Linked DNA regions of Mus musculus: region 1 is linked to region 2. The links are chromatin contacts, called in public promoter capture Hi-C maps. All regions are on one chromosome and are shown on one strand. Each heading gives the region's core, a stretch centred on a gene start, on an enhancer-like site or on the middle of the called end of the contact. The rest is flanking DNA. Distances are from core to core; before and after follow the strand shown. Region 1 overlaps Arhgef28 (Rho guanine nucleotide exchange factor (GEF) 28). Region 2 overlaps Arhgef28 (Rho guanine nucleotide exchange factor (GEF) 28).

Region 1 (5,734 bases), core at 2,765-5,264, 100 kb before region 2:
GGTGGCTGCTGCTTCCCCTCCTGCTGCAGGCCCTGCTGCTGCATTTGCTATTCCTGGATTGGATTGCTGGGTTGCTGGGTTGCTGGGCTGCTGGGCTGCTGGGCTGCTGGGCTGCTGGTTGGAGATATTTGGATGACAAAGACTGGACTTGCTCCAGGGAACTTGACACCCTTTATCAGCAGGAAGTGGTGTAAAGAGGTCCACATCCCTTTCTCATCTAAGCTCCTTTCTCTCCTACCTAGTGCTGGGGGATTGGAAGGGATTAGGATGGAATAAGGGTTGGAAGGGTGGAGGATAGAAGAACCCAATAAAGTAGAGCAAAAAAGCATGCCCAGTGCGGTGTAGTCAACCAGTCAGGAACAACTGGGGGCCTGTCTTAGAGATAGATCAGGAGTTCGATGTTAATAATGATAGTACCAGTCATTTATGTTATTTTCTGTGGTTAGACTCTAGACCTTAATCTAGCACTTTCACTTCAGTATCATGCAAGGAAACAGCGGAGCTCTTTTCCTATAATGTTGGCTCTCATTCATATACGTATCTTAGCTTTAATTCCTATGGTGACCTTACTATGTACCCATGCTTCAGATGAGGGACCTATGGAGCCGAGAGACTAGGAAACATGCTTCGGACGAGCAGCAAGCTTGCCGACCCATCTGCGGGAGTCTGGAGCCCTTCTTCCCTTTTCTTCGGAGGTTCTGTGGAAGGCTGGGAGAGGGTCCAGCTTGTCCTCATGTTCAAGAGACCCGAAGGATCTGCTCTAGTCGAAAGGTCCTGGAAGTCTCCACTGAGGCTACATTTTCAGATTTGTCTTCACAGGGAATCATCATCTCCCTTCGTCTTTGAACTTGCCACCCTCTGAAGGGAGACAGCTGTCTTGGATGATCTGACTTACGTACATTTCTTAAATCTTCTTAGGAAAAATATACGAGATATATATATATATATATACACAACATTCTTTAGCCTCAGGCAAATTGCTATCCAGTTGGTCAATTATGACTTCTCCAAGGTAAATTTTTAGAGGGAGACTCTTCTGATTAGACACCATCCTGCAGATCCCGAACTGTGTTCGCTCAGAACCTGTGTTCCCAGGCCTTTCAGGCCTTCCAGGAGTCCTTGTATTGCAAGTGCGCTTAGAACTTGAGCAAGATTTCCATTCGGCTCCTCCCACGGGCTTATCCTGTTCACCTCTGTTCCACTCTCTGCGTGCTCGTTATGTCCCCTGGGTCCTTCAGTTCCCCAAGTCATTCCCAAGGACACTCGCACGTTCCCGTCCCCTGACCTCCAGGGGACAGACAACAGCATGGTTTCTGCAGAGAATTTAAACACTTTTCAAAACCAGCATTAGTCTCTTTAGTCAAGACCCAGCAATGCCTACGTTGGCTTCTAGAACTACTGCTTTCAAAAGCAATCTTCTGGTGTAGGACTTCAGCCGTTGCAGGCACTCACTTGCATGTTAATGACCTCCAGTGCGCAATCAGCCCGTTTTAATGTGGGTCTGACGTTATGATGGGCGTGGAACTTAGGTGTGACCACTCCCAGTTACACACTTGAGCCCTGCACATGGTATTCGTGCTTGTTCTTAGGGTGAGTTCAGCGGCGGTTGGTATGACACAGGTGTACTGTGGGTGCCTGTGTGATAGCAGGAGCACGGTTTAGTTGTGTGTTCCAGCATTTGGTGTGAAACAGGTTATGACAGGACCACGGGCAACACTGGAATTAGTTTCAATGTGCCAGTCTGTGTGGGCCACGCGGGGGATTTTTTTTTATCTCAAATACAAAGCACTAAAACAGTAAGAGGTGTGGTGTGAGTTCCCTAACGAGCATTTTAAACTCTAAGGAGTCTCCTGATTCTGTATACCACTGTTCACACCGAACTTTAAAAAACGTAAATGTTTTGTTTCTTATTATTTTTGCGAATTTCTTCCTGTGGCTTCAGCTGTGTTCCGCGTGTTTTCATTTCGCTGGGCTGCTGTAATGGCTTCCTAATGGCTCTCATTTCCAGGTCCCCCTCTGCCTTACTCTGGCACTCTGCAGGTTCTTCTGCTGCCTTTGGAATGACAACCTTAAAGTACTGAGTATGCCAGCGGTCTATCTAGAATGCATCCCTGGCTCCTGGTGCTTGCCAGGTCTGCATGGCCCGAGATGCTGTGAGATGCTGTGTGCTTCCCTGTTCCTCTCTGGCCTGGGTCCTGACAAGCACATCTCAGGGCCACTCAGCACAGCCAGCCTCTCTTCATCTGCACGCCATCTTCCTTTGCACCTTTCTATCTCGCCTATACTCGCTTTTCCCACAGCTCCCGTTCCCCACGATGCCTGGAGCCCGAGCCAGTCACCCACCATCTGTCCTGTTGCTGGAGTCAGTATGTGAATCAGCTTCCACGGTGACACGTACTGTACGGTGTCCCATCACTGGTGTCTGCGTTGTCTTGTTTCATGCCTGCTACATGCTGCACTCCCACACCTAACTCACACACGTGTGTGCAAACTGGACTCTTTCCACACATGCTGTGTGCCTGGATTGACAGCACAGAGTTCAGCTGTCTGTGATACTATGTGCACTAGGCTCTGTGATCTGGGACAGTGTTTTCTGGTTTAGAGAATTGGACCCCAAACCAGCCAGCCTTTGAGCTGCCTGAGGAGGCCTTAAAGATATAAACTCTGGGCATTGAGACCTCCTGGATTAAATCTCTGGCAGGAGAGGCCTGGCAATTTGCATTATACACTAATGGAATAGGTTCATTTTTTTTGTGTAGGAAACTTTAAGTGAGGAAGGCACAGTGGGCTGGGTGTGGTGTGGCATGCTGTTAATCCCAGTGCTTGGGAGGCAGATGCAGTTGAATCTCTGTGGGTTAGAGACCAGCCTGGTACACGTAGAGTTTTCCAGGCTAGCCAGAGCTACAAAGTGAGAGACCCTGTCTTAAAAAGGAAAATTACGGTTGTTTCTGTTGTTTTCCCTCTGTCCGTTAGCTTACTTCTTTATACAAGGAAGGGATGTTACTCACTGTAGAGTTCCTTCAGTGTAAGAAAGTAAAGTGAGTTTATCCATTTACAGTTAACAGCCCTGACTGACAATCTCACTTAACCCTTGGTTTTCTGGGAGGTAGAAGGCAAGTCAGAATTTTGTCATCAGCCACAAAGGCTGGAACTCAGAGGCTCTATGTAACGTACTCTGGCTCATGCTTTTAAAAGACATTTGTATAATTGATCATTAAGGTTTCTAAATATTATTATGTATTTTTTTGGATGGGATTTCTTCTCACGTGAAGTACACAGGCTGGTGAGATGGTTCCGCAGGTAACAGCTCTTGCCCTGGAAGCCTGACAACCTGAGTTGGATCCCTGGAGCTCTAGGAAAGATCGAAGGAAAGACCCGACCCACAGGGCTGTCCTTTAACCTTCACATGCAAGAGCACACACGTGTGTCACAGACACACAATTATAGCAGATCAATAAAAAAGAAAAGAAAAAGGCTTAGTTAACTTTGCAAAGAGAAAACAGGCAGAGTGAATTTGCAATTTCTGTAAGGTTATCATCAGACAGAGCCATGCAAAACAGAATTGGGAAGGCACTTCTGCCCACCCACAGTTCTGTGCTCTCCAGCATGGGGCCCACCTCTGTAGTGCCTTCTTTAGTATTCTCGTCTTTGTTTGAGGGCTCACAGTAGCACCTGCTGATCCTGTCCCTTCTTCCTTCTCTGCCATCTCCTGCACCTGAAATAAGCCTTCTTGTTGCGGCTGGTCCTCATGGGATCAGGCCAGGCTCTTGCCCTGGCTAGCTCCTGCTCTTTTAGGTATCCTTAAATGGATTGGCTCCTTTTGGACCTTTCCCTACATGCCTTCTTTGTGTTAACTGGAATACAGCTTAGGTTTCCATAGAGGGACTTAGCTAACATCTTATTTTACTGAGCTGTCTAATCTTACAGATTTCTGGAGAACAGGGTGGATCACTCTTGAGATTATCCAAGCAACAGATTACGCCACCACGCCTGGGTCACCCCTGTGGTTCACTGGCTTGCTTTCAGCTGGCTTAGCTAGACATCCCTATCCATCCAGCAAGAACAGGGAAAGATGTTAGGAGGGCGTAGCCTGAGTTAGGCAGTGGAAGTACGTCTGTTCACGTCCCGCCAGCTATGACCTCATCATTGTCACAGATAACATCAGGGTAGGCTGGGTGATGTAGTCTTTAGCTCAGCGCTGTCTAAACAAACATAACGTGAGTCCTGTATGTAATTTCAAATCTTCAGGTGTGCTGGCCTATGCCCTGTCATCTCAGCTCTTCAGGAGGATGAGGCAAGAGGCTGACTTGAAGAGTTTGAGACCAGCTGTGACACACAGTGAGACCTCACCTCAAAAAAAGAATCAACAAACCCCCTATCGTCTAAAGTTTTCCATTAATAACATTAAAGACCAAAAGGTGATAAGTAAAATAATCAGTGTAGTTGAGACAATGCAGCTAAACTAGTATTAGGTCAACATGTAAGACTGGCCACATTTGGGCTGGAGAGATGGCTCAACCGTTAAGAGCACCGACTGCTCTTCCAGAGGTCCTGAGTTCAATTCTCAGCAACCACATGGTGGCTCACAATATCTATAATGGGATTGATCAGTATCCTGGGACACGGAAGCTTTAGCTGCTTGACTACAATCCAGCTAAAATGGAAGGATCTTGCCACTAAAATGAAGGTTGGAATTAATGTCAGGGGTAAAGCTGGAGTCGCCGTCATCTCTCCCCTGGGCAGTCCCTGCTCCCACCTGTCCCAGTTTAATCCAAAGCTTGGTTTGGATTAAATTGCATGAGATGCCTTGCACATACAGTTCTCTGCTATGGTCTGTTATTCTCACTGGGTTGAGCATCTCAAGGCCAAAAGGGCCGAGGTTCCCTTGCCTAGTATTTTCCATGTTTTAATTACTTGATAGTTGAATGAATGACGCAATTGCATGGAGATTATAGAAAACAATAAAATATTTCAACTGTTTTCACTATTCTCAGAAGAATGCTACTGGCCTTTCCTCCATATGTATCTAGAGTCATAATGTTCTTAGGGGTGTGTGTGTGTGTTTTACACTCGTTCAGGGGTGCTTTCGTGTGACAGTCACATTCTGATGTCATGTAAGTTTCCCTATTTCTACAGATAATTTTTGGAAAAGCATAATGGCCTGCATTTAGGACATCTACATTTCCCTGGAAGTTTGAATCTCGTGTTCATGGCAGCTGCCTGTGAACCATGAAAGAGCAAGGCAGGACTGTTTGAGTAGGGCCCTCGTGTTGAGAGTTCTTGTGTAGTGTTTTGGGGGAAAATTCTTTCCAAGAAATAGTATAAGTCTTTTGTGGCATAGAATGGGTGATATTTTACACCTGAAACAGCATTACCAGCAGTCTATAGGTGAGCCAAAGTTATCTGCAATTTCTGGAGTGAGACACAGCATGAAACAGCTTTTCATTATATTACATGGAAGGCAATTTCCCAAACACATTCAGTTACAGAAGTTGCAGGCTACTCTGCTTTCTCATGCCTGTCTTGCATCTCTCACAGTCAGGTAGCTGAAGTAATAGCTCGCCTGTGCTGGCTCCTGAGATGTCACGGTAGGTTCCTCTACAGAATAGGCAGAAGTGAGTGAGGGGCCAGAAAAGGGCTGGTTGCTCAGGATGGCAGCACCGGCTGGCTCACTATTCCAGCAATGGTTCCCTTTCCCTCTCACCTCCTTTCAGTCCCTCTGCAAACAGAAGCA
Region 2 (6,213 bases), core at 3,170-5,669:
GCCCATGGCCGAGCTGACGTTCACGGGAAAGGCAGAGTACAAGTAGTCATAAAATACCCTTGGCACATGCGCAGATTATTTGTTTACCACTTAGAACACAGGATGTCAGCGCCATCTTGTGACGGCGAATGTGGGGGCGGCTCCCAACATGTGTGTAAGTGTATGTGTGTGTGTGTGAGTGTATGTGTGTGTGTGTGAGTATATGTGTGTGTGTGTGTGAGTGTATGTGTGTGTGTGAGTGAGTGTATGTGTGTGTGTGTGTGTGTGAGTGTATATGTGTGTGTGTGCTCGTTCATGTGGGTGTGCATAGAGGCTAGAAATCAACATAGGGTGTCATCCCTCAGGATGCTGTGAACCTTGGATTTTGGAGTAGGCTCTCTCATTGACTTGGAGCTTTCTGGGTAGGCAAGGCTGACTGGACAATGAGCTTCAGAGATCCATCTCCCAGATGGCGTTTCAGAGACTTACCTCCCCTGCCCCGGGATTGCAAGTCTGTGCCATTGTTTTGCTTGTTTTGTTTTGTTTTGTTTTGTTTTGTTTTGTTTTGTTTTAAACGTGGGTTCTGGGGATGAAACTCAGGCCCTCCTGGTTGTGCACGGGCTGTTTTCCCAGTGCCCCTGTTTTAAGGAAATTCTTCAGTTACACACAGAAATTTGAAGTGAAATGCTGTCGGCTCTCATCACTTTCTTCAGTATCACATGAAGACAGATGTGTGTGATGAATTGTGAGAAAGAGAACCAGCTCGCCGGTGAAGCAGAAATCAAGAGTCACAATGTTGTGTTTCTGACTCTAGTGTCCTGAGCTAGACTCACAGACTCCCCAGTATCTGTGGCGTGTGGTAACTTTCTAATACTATGGCAAGGCGATTCTGGGGTTTTGTTGTTTAACTTTTCAAAGATTTTGCTCCACAGGGGAGACTTGTATGGAATTATTATAATAACGATATTTCAAATATAAAAAAAAATCAGTTTGGTAGTTCCCTTACACTATAATGTTAGTAACAAAATAATGGATTTTATGGTATGTATTAGTAATCTTTCATAATTAAACATAATGTATCAGTTTCCATTGGCCTATCTGTCCCTGAGATTTCTCACACAGAGGCTGGGTATAATATTTGAGTATTTTGGAATATGTTTTAATCATCTTATAAAGAGTTGAAGATTAGTATTCAAAAGCCCTAAAAATGCTTTGTATTTCAATTTTGACTTCTTATAAAAGCCAGCACTCATAGCCTTTTAAAAAAAAATCTTTGTGCCTTTGAAAGAATTACGATAACTCAGAAAGTGGATCTATGCACAGGGAAACAGTCTTGTGAATGATGCTTACGTGTGCTGAGACCACCGAACACCCACTTACAAACCCTCCGCGTGGCCCTAGATTGCAGAACCCCACCACAGACAGATGTACCATTTTGTTGTCATTACCTGATTGAAAACACTTGGCTTACTGTCCAAGCAGGCTAGATAGTTTAGAAGCTAAATAGAAAAGGTTGCCTGGCAAATAACGTTGTTGTTGACGGATTATGACTATATGCAGGCTCCCTGCGTGGTGGACAAGAACATTAGTGTGAGGAAGCACAGTAATTAGGCTAAAATAGTCACCCTAGAGAGGCAGATTAAGAAAAAAGTCTTTGGAACATGCAGGTTAGCACATGAGCCCACGAGGAAGCGGAGACCTTTTCTTACCCGATGATTTGAGATACCACCATACTTATTTTTTTGTTTTGTTTTGTTTTGTTTTGTTTTTGTTGTTTTTTTAAATGTATTTTTTATTGGATATTTTATTTATTTACATTTCAGATGATATCTGCTCTCCTGGTTTCCCCTCTGCAAACCCCCTGTCCCACCCCCCTCCCCCTGCTTCTATGAAGGTGCTGCCCACCCACCCACTCCCACCTCGCCGCCCTGGCATTCCCCTACACTGGGGCATCAATCCTTCATAGGACCAAGGGCCTCTTCTTCTAGTGATGCTTATAAGGCCATCCTTTGCTACATATGCGACTGGAGCCATGGGTCCCTCCATGTGTACTCTTTGGTTGGTGGTTTAGTCCCTGGGAGGTCTGGGGGGGTTGGTTGGTTGATGTTATTCTTCCCATGGGGCTGCAAACTCCTTCAGCTCCTTCATTCCTTCCTCTAACTTCTCCATTGGGGTCTCGGTGCTCAGTCTAATGGTTGGCTGCGAGCATCTGCCTCTGTACTTGTCAGGCTCTGGTAGAGCCTCTCAGGGGACAGTTATACTAGGATTCTGTCAGCAAGTGTTTCCTGGCATCAGCAGTAGCGTCTGGGCTTGACCACCATGCTTATGATGCAGTTTTCACGTGCTCATGTGTCTGTTTCTGGTCTCTCCTTTGTGTTCTGTTTCTCAGCCGCTGTCACACTGTTTATAAAACCCTGTTTTCATTTGTTACTTCACTTTGGTATGGCAAAGAGCTTGTCCACTCAAATATTATTCCCTCTTCAAATTTTTACTCTTATTTATTCTTCCAAAGAAACTTTTGAACAATTTTGTTTAATTAACTTTGAAAACATTCGGTTTGGGTGTTGAGTGGAACATGTTAAATTTATGGACGAATTTAAGGAGATAATCTTGCCTTGTCTATCTTCTATTGTTTCCAGAAGTTTTAGGGAACTTTTTTTATTTTAGTGATTTATTTCTATTTTTTTTCTGCACATTGTTCTTCTAGCCTGCATGTATGTCTGTGTGAGGGCACCAGATCCCCTGGAGTTAGAGACAGCTGTGAGCTTCCTTGTGGGGGGATGGGGAGTTGAACCTGGCTTCTCTAGAAGAGCACCCAGTGCTCCTAAGAGCTGAGCCATCTCTCTAGCCTCTTAATGGAGTATTTGAGAACTTTGTAAGTGAGGCCCAGCAAGTTGACAGGGAGGAGCTAACACACCGAGCTGCAACTGTGACTTTGGCATTGGTCCATTGGTTTTATTAGGACAGGTTATTGTTTTCAGTTGTTGAAAGCAAAGCCTGCAGCTGAGTTCAAATGAGGGCAGGCATAAGGCTTGTATGTGCAAAATCTGTAAGTGGAGCCCCTCTACCACATGGGATGTGAATGGTTTCCAAAGAACAGCGGTAGACTTCAGTGGCTTCAGTGGCCACAGTGGCCAGAGCCTGCGGTTGTTCACCTGCAGCTGATTATGTGCGCTCACAAGCTCAGCCTGCTCTTCCTGTAGCCCCCTTCCTTGGGGTCTCCTAGAGGGCTCAGCTCAGTTGGTTTCTTTGAGCCTCCTCTTCCTTTTCCTGCCTGTCAATATACTTCTTCTTCCATCACTAGATCCTTCCTCTGCCGTCCTCTCCCACCTGCCCACATCGACTTCAGCTCCTTCTGGTATTTCTGATGCTCTCTTGATTACTACGTAGGTGATTCCTTTTATTTTGAGTATCATCGTCTGTGCTGGGACACTAGGTCACCTCCCTCGAGTGGGCCCATAGTCTTTGCTGTCAGTGAAGCATGGAGTGGTTCTTCAGAGGGAGAAACCGTGTATCAAGCAAGACGGGAAAGAGGGACTTGGAATGGTTGTGCGAAACTCTTGCCTAAGTGGTAGTTCTTGTTCACCTGGCCAAAAGAAAGCCTATTCTGGCCATTGTTTGGAGTAGATGCAGATTTGATATCTTTGTGGTCCATGCAAATCTTTGATCTATTTATACAATCTGCTCCGTGTTTAAGAAAGCTACCACTGTGTCAGGTCAGAGTCTATCTATGGAGCGTTAACAGCCCTTTAGCAACCAGGAACATGACTACAGCAAGCTGTTCTTCGTTTTTTAGGAAATGGAAAACCTGTCTGAGTTTCCTCTCTCAGTCCTGTCAGATGGATGCTATTGTTTTGTGTTTTCTGCTTTTCAGCTCTCCTTCCTGTCCTCTCTCTGAAGTCATTGTACGGGAGATTTTCCTTGGCACGTCACTTTCTGTCGATTCCGTTCGTGTGACACATGCATGCTCGCATGCAGAGACAGGAAAACTCAGAACTGAGTACCAGTGTGTTATTTCCAGACACTGCGATTTGTATTTATGATAATTCATAATTTTAGATGCCTTGCAACTACAAGCCAGTATGAAAATGCTTTTTGATTTCAAAACATTTTTAGGTCAAATAACGATATGGTCGTTGGAAGGAGGAGCTTTGGACTGTGCCTGCTCCTCCTTAGCCTAACTCCTAGCCTTCCAGCATCATGGTGCTGTAGGGACTTGAGTCAGGCTGACACTCCTGTCCAGGAGACTTAGCCCGGATCTTCCTTGCTTCCTTTCTCATTCATCCCAGGATGAGAAACTGGCTTGTTTTTGTTAGGCAGCTAAACAGATAGCCAGAGCCTTCTCCACTTTGAATAAGCTCTGGAAACTTCTAGAATAGGTGGCTCTTCTACTCCTTGCTTTCTTTTTTACTCCCTGCCACTCCCTTAGGCTGGGCGGAATGCATGCGCTCTCCCTGGAGGCCTGCTCTGGGCTGCCTTTTTGTACTTGAGGCAGGGAGTATCCTGAATCTTTGAGGCCTGCAGGATCCTGAGATGATCTGGCAGGCTTGGTTGTTAGCTAGCCCCTGACAAAGCGCACAGACTCGAGACTGCTAGCCTGCTGTCCCATTCCTTTGAAGGAGTGCTTCTCCTTGGAACCAGGACACTCTGTAAGGCTTAGTACAATCCAGAAACTCTTAAGGCAATGATGAGGCCAACCAGCTGAGACTAGAAGGCTCACATATCACTCAGAGGAGACAGAGTTGATGCAGTGAATGAACACTCACGTTTATCTGAAAATGTCTCTGAATATTTATGGTTCTTGTAGTATATAGTGGTCTAGCACATGCCTGATCATAAAATAAGTATCATTTATATACTGTTATAATGTACATTTATGTGCATATATACATATATATGTGAATATATATGGAGGCAGCCAGTGGGATGAGCTTGTCAGGACCAAGCCAAGGCAGACACTAGTGGAGGGGCCACAAGAGTTGGCAGCATGAGGGATGTGTTCTTCCTAAGAGCATGAACATACATTCATGTGAACTCCTGACCTTGGAGAATGTTTCTTCATTTTCCTCATGATTCTCCAATATATTATATATTTATTATATGTTATATATTGTATGTCATGTTTCATGTGTCATGTGTTATATATTAGATTATGTGTTTTATGTTATATTTATTATATATTACATATAAAGTACCTTTATATTTATAGTGGTATTTCACATACAAGATAACATTTTTATGCACAGTGATGTTTGGGGCATAGGAATCCAAGGTACTGAAATGTCACACAAGTTTATCTAGCAAGTGAAATAAATTATTCTTTCCTATTCCTTGATCTTCTTTGGCTATCGGAGCAGCCAGCCCAGCCCTGACTCCCATACTAGACACATCAGGAAGGTGTCGCTTGGAAACGGTTGTTGTTGGAAGGAGGCTCTGTGACATTTGAGCTCACTCATGTGCAGTGCATATGACAGATGTCAGTGCTGTGGCACTGCGCCCTTCCCTGTGGTTTCTTAGAGCCGGAACAAGGAAGCTTGCTGATGCCCAGACTTACCTGTTTTTCAGGGACAGAAGACGGTCTATGCAAAGTTTGGCAAAAACGTGTATCTACCCGAAGATGCGGAGTTTTACTTTGTTTATGGCGGGTCGCATCAGAGGCACGTGGTGATTGCTGACCGTGTCCAGGACAATGTCCTCCAATCTAGCATTCCAGGTGAGGAGGCGGGCTGGGGTGGGAAACATCCTCCCTCCAGGGATATTTGCCAAGTAGTGAATCACAAGGGAAAAGAAGACGCATTTGCCAAGGTCAGGAGTTCACAGGGGTGTATGTGCATGCTCTTAGGAAGGACAAGGTCCCCTGTGCCAGTGACTCCTGGGGCCCCTCTACTAGTGTCTGCCTTGGCTTAGTCCTGATAAGTTCATCATCCCATTGGCTGCCTCCAGCTCTCAAGGTCTATCATCCTTAGATGTAGACAACAGAGGATGTACCCCGGGTCACCTCCTTTGTCCCAGCCTGATGCCTGAGTTGGCTTGGGACAAGCTGACATGATAGACCATGTGTTCATTCTCCCTCCTCGTTCCTTTGTGGTCAGCCCGGCAGTTCCAGGAACTCTCGGATAAGAAAAAGACAAAAACAAGTGCCTAACAGTGGTGGCCCACACCTTTAATCCCTGCACTCAGTAGACAGAGGCAGGTGGATCTCTGAATTCAAAGCCATCCTGATCCTGAAGTTCA

What was found. Capture Hi-C pulls out chosen DNA fragments and counts their contacts.
Region 1: a contact with region 2 is called in a promoter capture Hi-C map of adipose tissue. The contact joins two enhancer-like sites. A contact is called at or near these places in 2 of 484 Hi-C or Micro-C datasets (embryonic stem cells and nephron progenitors), 1 of 115 datasets of contacts at active chromatin or transcription factors (fibro-adipogenic progenitors) and 3 of 9 other capture datasets (adipose tissue, embryonic stem cells and pancreatic islet).

The regions. Positions count from the first base shown.
Region 1 is chr13:98,179,156-98,184,889 of GRCm38.p6, reverse strand. The region is part of intron 1 of Arhgef28 (Rho guanine nucleotide exchange factor (GEF) 28); the gene reads left to right. Among named protein-coding and RNA genes, the nearest start is that of Gm34469, 11 kb to the right of the region's middle. Within about 2 kb of position 4,014, at least 14 of the 459 cell types and tissues checked have an H3K27ac peak or open chromatin away from gene starts, as enhancers often do. A contact at or near this core is called in adipose tissue, where this site is marked.
Region 2 is chr13:98,076,652-98,082,864 of GRCm38.p6, reverse strand. It overlaps Arhgef28 (Rho guanine nucleotide exchange factor (GEF) 28), which reads left to right. Exons shown (of 36, transcript NM_012026.2): 3 at 5,545-5,692. Among named protein-coding and RNA genes, the nearest start is that of Gm34469, 92 kb to the left of the region's middle. Within about 2 kb of position 4,419, at least 14 of the 459 cell types and tissues checked have an H3K27ac peak or open chromatin away from gene starts, as enhancers often do. A contact at or near this core is called in adipose tissue, where this site is marked.